Regions from separate parts of the Mustela erminea genome. Here region 2 is linked to region 1. The links are chromatin contacts, called in public Hi-C maps. All regions are on one chromosome and are shown on one strand. The core of a region is the stretch at or near the end of the contact, and the rest is flanking DNA. Distances in the headings are between cores, read along the strand shown. Region 1 holds the start of PTBP1 (polypyrimidine tract-binding protein 1). Region 2 holds the start of MIDN (midnolin).

Region 1 (3,597 bases), core at 307-2,806:
TGCCAGCGCATTGTGGAAATGAGAGGTGACGGCCTCCGCCACCTCGTGGGGCACTTCAGAGAAAGGCCGTGGGCAAGGGCTCGAAAGAGGAGCATTTTAGGGAAGAGTCTCCCCAAAAGGGTCAGCCTCACACAGGAGGCCTGTGTAAATGAGATCAGAACCAGGCAGGCGGCCAGTGTGGGGGTGTGAGCCTGCTGGCCGCCTGCGCTGCACCAGGACCCCTGGCCGGGGCTGTGAAGGAAGTGGTTTTCAACACCATTCTGACGGTCTACACTCTCCAGTGCCAGCTGCGCTCCCCCCGCCCCCCCGGGCTGTGACACTGCCATGTCCCCTCGCTCCCCGCTGCTGTCCAGTGCCCAGGGAAGGAAGACCAGCAGCCGACTCCTGGTGGCGCCCACCGCGCGGCTCAAGGGGGAGACCTGGAGGGAGCAAATCCGCGGGAGCGTGTCAGAGACCCTCCTAAAGCCACGGAGACAGTCCTGATTAGCGGTTCTGGGGCTGGACGGCCTGTCCAGGGGCCACAGGCCGGGAGGCCTCCGCGCAGGTGTGTCGAGGCTCGGTGGCGCCGGGTCTGGTGCTCCTGCGAAGCCCGCCCGACGCAGGGCGCCCACCCAGGGCAGCAAAGGTCACTCCTCCCCGCTCTCCGGTCAGGCCCCGACTGGAAACCGCCTCCTCCGCACGGACGCACAGCGAAGGGCATCGGGGCGGTGGCCTCCGCGCCCGACGTCCACTCGGGGCGGTCTCCCGGGTCCGCGCGCAGCGGCCCGCGCGGACCGTCCTAGGGCCCTGCACGACCCTCCCTGCCGTCAGCGCTCTCGGGAACACGTTCAGGACGTTCCCGGGCCGCCGAGTGGAGACGCAGCCCGTCCTGCAGAGCCCAGGACGGCGGGACGGGGCTCTGCGCGCCCGGGGCGCAGCCCCCCAACGTGGGCAGGGCGGGAGGGCCGTCGGGGGCCATCCAGCACCACATCACGCTCTCGATATCGGAGACCAGCCGCGCAGACGGAGCCCTGGCTACTCTGAGACGGGCTAAGCGGCCTCCGCTTCCCCGCGTGCCAACCTAGGAGGAAGGGCTCGGTGCGAACCAGCCTTTTCAGCCACGTGCCCTAAAGCAAGATGGAGCCTCACAGGTTCCCTGCCCGACTCCAAGATGGCAACCCACACCCTCCCCGTGGACGGCCCCTGCCCATTTGCAAGATGGCGGCAGCCTGGGGGAAAGCGCGCTGCCCGCCGCCTGACTCGCCACGTACCCACTCTCAAGATGGCTTCTCTCGCAAAGCCCCACGCAGGAGAGCCGCTCACTCACTGGCTCAGCCTCCGTGATATGATCCCGCCTTCTCTCCCCTCCCCCGTCTCCACGGGTCGTTTCCGCTTCGAGCCCTGACGGACGGCCGCCTTCCCCAATGGCCGCCTGCCATTCCTCTTGGCTCCACCCCCCCCGACAGCCTCCGAGCCATAGGGAGGCGCTGGCAGGGACCCGTGGTGCCCGCCCCGCCCCCTCCCCGTGGCGGGAGCCAATGGGCAAAGCGCGCGGGGGACGTGTTCGGGCGTCTCCGCCATTTTGTGAGTCTATAACTCGGAGCCGTTGGGTCGGTTCCTGCTATTCCGGCGCCTCCACTCCGTCCCCTGCGGGTCTCCTCCGTGTGCAATGGACGGGTAAGTATTGTCTCTCCGCGCTCCCCGACGGCCCCCTCGCGCTCCATCCCTCCCCTCGCCGCCGCCCGGGCATCTTCGGGGCCGCGGGCCGCGCGTCGCTCCGCCTCCGCCCGGGTTCTCGGGCGCCCCCGGGGTTCCTCCTCTCCCTGGGCCTGGGGCGCGGCCGCAGGGGAGGTTGCCGGGGGCCGCCAGGCGGGCAGCGCCCCCTGGGCGGGAGGGGGTGGGCCGGGCCCGAGTCCTGCCCGTTTCCGGCCCCCGCGTACCTCGGCCCGAACGCACGCGGCGGCCGCGCGGCCCTTCCCGCTTCCCGTCCGTGCCCCGCGCGCACGCGCCAGCCTACGCGCGCCCTGTGAGGGCCTTCCCGCTCCCCGTACCCCCTTCGCGCGCCCGGTGTGGCCCTTTCCGCTCCCCGTCGAGCCTCCGCGCTTGCGTGCGCAGCTCTCCGCGTCCCCCCTCCCCCCCGTTGGGCTTTGCGCGTGCGCGGTCTTTCCCGCCGCGCGGACTCTGTCCTGGGCCTCCCCCGCCCGCCGGGGGCCCGGGCGCGGCCGGGAGACGCCGCCCTCCTGCCCGGAAGGGTGCGGGCCCTCCTCCGCCTTCTCCGGCCGCCGGGCCCCTCCCCGTCTTCCCACAAAGGATGGCCGCGCGCCCGGCCCCCCCACCCCCCCTTTGTTCCTGCCCGCGGGGGGCGCTCCGGGCCGGCCGTTCCCCGCGGGCGGAGCCCCCGGCGGCGGGGCAGCCGCTCGGGCCGGGGCCGTGGTGGCGGTGGCTCGTCGCAGGTCCTGGGACGCGGGGCCGACGTGCCTGTGTCGGAGGGCACTGGGTGTTGGGGCGCTGCCGGTCCGGGGGGAGGGGTGGGCGCTCGCGTGGACCGGGCGCCTCGTCGTTTCCCCGCGGGGCGGGGCGGGGGCCGCGGCTTCCGGAGCCGGAGGGTCCCGCGGGCGGCGCGGCCTCGCCTCTCCGGATCCCGAGCGTCGAGCGCGCCCTCCTTCCGCCCCTGGGCTGACCCTCGGGCGGGGCGCGCGACGCCTGCAGGGTCACGTGTGCCGGGGCCTGGGGTTTGAAATGATCGGTTTCGGGCCGACTCGCATCCGGGCCTCGAGCGGGAGGAGCGCGGGCTGCTCGCGGGGCGCCGGCCGCACGGTCTCGGCCGTGCCGCGGCCTTGCCCAGGGAGGGCCCCCCGACCGCCGCAGAGAGGCCGTGTCTTGGGAGACCTGCGCGCGAGGCCCGGCCGGGGAGTGGAAGCCGGAGCCGCTCCGGATCAGCGCGCGGAGCTGCGTGCTTTTCATTCTTTGCGGTTTTCTGGGAAGCTGCTTTTTGGCTCAGGAAGGCTTTTTAAAAGTCAGTTGATTACCGGTGCGTGGGAGGTTTTCCGTGTGCCCTTTGGTAGCGGGAGGTAAAGGCCCTGCTGTGAGGGACCCCAAACGGGTGAGAAAGGGCAGGTGAGGGGTGTGGACCCCATGACCACAGCGGTGTTTTGAGTCCTGCAAGCTTGGTTCCCCGAGGGCAGGAGGGCAGGAACCAGGAGGTCTCCGAACCCAAGAGGGAAATAGCACAGGAACTGGCATTTGTCCAGGCCGGGGGCGCAGGGGGCTGCCCCAGGGCCCCTGCCAGGTCTGAGTCTGCGACAGCCTTTCCCTGGCCCGGCTGGGGGCCGTCGTGACGACAGGGTGGGTTTGTCCGGGGCCTCCAGGCCTTGGCACACGGTTGGATAAACCCCTTCCTGGAACGATGCCCGTGGGTCGGCGAGGACCTGGTCCGTTTGTAGGTGCCACAGCAGTGCCCTCGGATGTGCTGAGAGCGGAGGCGGGCAGGGCTGTGGGAGCCTCCCTCCGGAGCCATGTTTTCTTCCCGCCTTCCGCGCAGCCCGCCTGAGGCGGGGAGAAAGTCCAGGCACGCGGAACCAGGTTGATGAGTAACCGGCGTTCATTTTACGGGACCGC
Region 2 (3,597 bases), core at 401-2,900, 300 kb after region 1:
TAGTAAGATTCCTCAGCACAGAGCAGGCCTCCTGAGGGAGATGGGAGCCTTGGGGTGTTAGGGATGCCCACACCTGATGTGGGTCTGCAGGGACAGCCTAAGTTGCCCGGAGCCTTGTCCTGGACTGGAGACACCCAGGGTGGAGTGGGTCATACGACCAGGAACCGGAGGTCACTACCCTTCCCTCGAGAGCAGGCTCACACAAGGGCTTGTCCTCCTTGGAGGAAGGGGGTCCCCTTGGACTGTGTGTGTGCCCACACCCAGGGGCTGACTAGAGCACGGGATGCTTTAAACGGGAAAAAAAAGGCAGAAAGTGGATTGACTTGGTGTGTTTGTTAAGTTGGACCTGTAGAGCCAGGCTGGGGCCGTGGTCCCTTCCTGAGAGTACTGTCCCATTCCTAAATGTGCATGGACCCTCAGGGCCCCAGTTCTGGGAGGACCAGCTGCTCCCCTGGTGACCTGAAGGGCAAGGTCTCACCCCCTCCGCAGATCACACAGCCCTGTCTGCCGTGGCCGTAAGTCCCGGACCCAGCACCAAATGCTTGGCTTCAGGGGCACACAGCTCTCTCTGCCACCCCCCACGTTCCTCCAGCAGCGGGGCCCTCAGCGGTGGCCCCATAGCCGCCTCTCCAGGCTGCAGCACTTCTCCGTCCCAGCCCCCAGTGGCCCCCTCCCAAAGGTCTCCTGACTGGGGGGCTGGGAGCCTCTGGGTGCCGAGGTGCTGGTGAGGGTGGGAGGGGCAGGTTGAAGGCTGCAGGAGCTTTGGGTGGGAGCAGGATGGAGACCTGGAAAGGAACACAGCCCTGGGAGGGGTGCCCAGGACTAGGGTGGGGTGGGGGTGGTCAGGCCAGATACAGTGAGAAGCCAGATAAGTGGACAAGGGGCAGGGGAGCAGGAAGGCTGAGCACCCCACACCACTCAGGGTCGTCCTCAGTTGCCGAGCCAGAGCCCATGCCGGGAGAACGAGGACCGGCCGCGTTTCCACCTGCGGCTGTTTGCCGTCGGTTAACTGCTCTGTGGGGTGGGTGGGGCGATCCTGCCCACGCCGGGGCCCCAGAGTGAGCCGAGCTGGATTCTCCCCATCCGTCCGCCGCCGTGGGGAACCGCGGGAACGGGCTCGGAAAGGTCACGGCGCGCTGGGTGGTGACTAGCTGCACTAGGCTGGCCTGGCGCAGGTTAATCGCTCCGTAAATGCCTTCTGAGGTCACCGTTAAGGGATGCAGGAGGCCAGGCTGCTGGGGCAGCTGGCTGGGGCACCCCCACAACAGGCAGGTGACTCCAGCCTGTTTTCCTGGATCGTGGCCGCTGACTCAGGCACCCCCCCCCCTTGCGCTCCCCCACGCGGGCGCCCCCAGGCGGAAGCACCGGGCCTAGAGCGGTAGGAAAGGGGGCGGGGCGGGAGCCAACCTGTGCACCCCGAAATCCCGTCCTGGGGATCTGACCCAGCGACGCTGCCGTTCGTGACCTTAGGTTCAGCAGCAATTATGGAGCGACCCCCAATATACGAGGCGAGGCTTCGGGGTGGGTGGCCGAGAACCCAAGGCGCCCCAGGGCCCCGGCCGGCAGGCAGGGGCGGGGGCCCGCCTGCGTCACCGGCCGCCCGGCCCTCCGCCCCCTGCCCGCCCAAACTCCACCCCGAGGGAAGGCGGTGCGGATAAAGGCTTGGGGGCCGCCCGCTCGGCCCCAGACCTGCCCCGCCACCGCGCTGTGTGCCCGGACGTGGGTACACTCAGGACTGTTGAGACCTCGGAACGGCCGCGTCCGGTGAGTGCGGGTGGGATCTCGCCGGACTAGTAGGAGGGCCCCCACTCTAGGCTCTTAAAGGTGCCCCCACTTTTCTTTGTTTTCGGGGCAGGCAGGGCTCGGGGTGTCTCCAGCCCTGGCGAGCCCCTCGGGTCGTGGGATGGGAGGGGCTCGGCGCAAGCAGCACCGCCCAGGCAAGACCTCAGCCCCCGCCCCGCCTACCGGGCACTCTTCCTACCCCGCGAGTGACCTTGAGCAAGTTGCTGTGCAGCCTCAGTTTCTCCAGTTGTGCGGCCTGGCCTCCCGCCTTAGAGGCTCCAGACCCCTAGCGGAGGTTCCCACCTCGCCAGCAGTTCGTAGGCCTCTCTCCCGCCCCGGGGCAGCTGCTTCGCCCCCTCCCCAGGACCTCAGGCAGCGCTCCCGCACGGGGCCGGCAGGGGGCGCGCTGGCGCTGCTGACTCACCGCAGCCCCAAGCGGCGCGCGCGGGCGCAGCCGGGGACGCCGCGTCACGTCACGGCTCGGGCGGGCGCGACTAGGGAAGCGGGCCGGGCCCGCGGGACAGGGGTGGGACGCGAGGTGGTACCGGCGCGGCAGGGTGCGGGCGGGGGAGGGGGAGGGCCCTCCCGGCACCGGCCCACGTCACCGCGGTGCAGGCCTCGCCTGCAGCCCCGCTCCTCGCCGGGACCTCACGCCCCACGGATGGGGGACGCCTTGCGGCCGAACCTCCTGAGAGCCGCCCCGGCCCGAAGCGCAGGGATCGCCTCCCGCTTCCGCTCGCGGCGGCTTCCCGGACAGACGCGGGGGGTGGTACCCCGGCTTCCTGCCCCTCCCGGCGCGGGGATAGTGCCTGCCCCCGCGCCGCGCCGTCCGGGACCGGGACCCCGCGCCGCCGCTCCCCCACTCAACCGATCCCCCTCGGGCCGCCTGCCCTTTGTTGCGGGCCGTATGAATGGCCCCCGGCGCGGGCGGGTGGAGCGCGGGGGCGGGCCGGAGCGGCGCCAGCCCCGCCCCCGCCGAGCTCCCCTTGGCCGCCGGACCGGGGGCGGGGCGACGGGCGGGCCCGAGCGGCCACGTGGGGCAGCGCCACGGCGCTTCTCATTGGCCCGCCCGCGCGGCCGACTGGGCGTTCGGCGCGCGGAGATTGGCCGACTCAGGGCCGGCGGAGTAAGTAGTGAATGGGAGGGGGCGGCAGTCCCGCCCCTTGGAACGTTGATACATTATAACTTTTTTTTCTTGTTACTTTCACCCCCAGATCTTTCAAGCGGCGGCGGCGGCGGCGGCGGCGGCGGCGGGGACGGCTGTTGCTAAGGGAGGGGACGCGCGGGGAAGCGCGGCCCGATCGGCGGCCGGCACCGAGCGCGACCGCCTAAGCGGCGCCCCCTCTTCGGGACCCTCCCCCACGCCCAGCGTCCTTGAAAGGAGCCGCGAGTGCAGTCCCCACCCCCGGAAGGCGCCCCTACGAGCCAGCGCGACCCCGGAGCGCCGCTCGGATTTTTGATTCTTGATTTACCTTCCGCTATTGGGACTTTCTCGAAGAGGACGTGCGCTTCCCCTAGGAACGGCGAGGACCCCCGGTTCGGGGAGCCCAACCCCCCCGCAGTGCCCGGAGGCGCGACGAGGATTGGCGGCGCCCCGTGGACCCCAGCCCTCCAGCGCGGGCCGGGGATGGAGCCGCAGCCCGGCGGCGCCCGGAGCTGCCGGCGTGGGGCCCCCGGCGGCGCCTGCGAGCTAGGCCCGGCGGCCGAGGCGGCGCCCATGAGTCTGGCCATCCACAGCACAACGGGCACCCGCTATGAGCTGTCGGTGCCCCCGGACGAAACGGTGGAGGGGCTGCGCAAGCGGCTGTCCCAGCG

Evidence for each region. Hi-C and Micro-C count contacts between places; a contact is called where the count stands out from the background.
Region 2: a Hi-C map of skeletal muscle shows a contact between it and region 1, with 12 times the contacts expected there. The contact joins the promoter of MIDN here to the promoter of PTBP1 in region 1. A contact is called at or near these places in 2 of 3 Hi-C or Micro-C datasets (skeletal muscle and spleen).

Annotation. Positions count from the first base shown.
Region 1 is chr1:365,112-368,708 of mMusErm1.Pri, forward strand. It overlaps PTBP1 (polypyrimidine tract-binding protein 1), which reads left to right and starts at 1,557. Exons shown (of 14, transcript XM_032304381.1): 1 at 1,557-1,656. The coding sequence starts at 1,649. It also overlaps the pseudogene LOC116568751.
Region 2 is chr1:665,026-668,622 of mMusErm1.Pri, forward strand. It overlaps MIDN (midnolin), which reads left to right and starts at 1,651. Exons shown (of 10, transcript XM_032304928.1): 1 at 1,651-1,764; 2 at 2,997-3,597. The coding sequence starts at 3,410.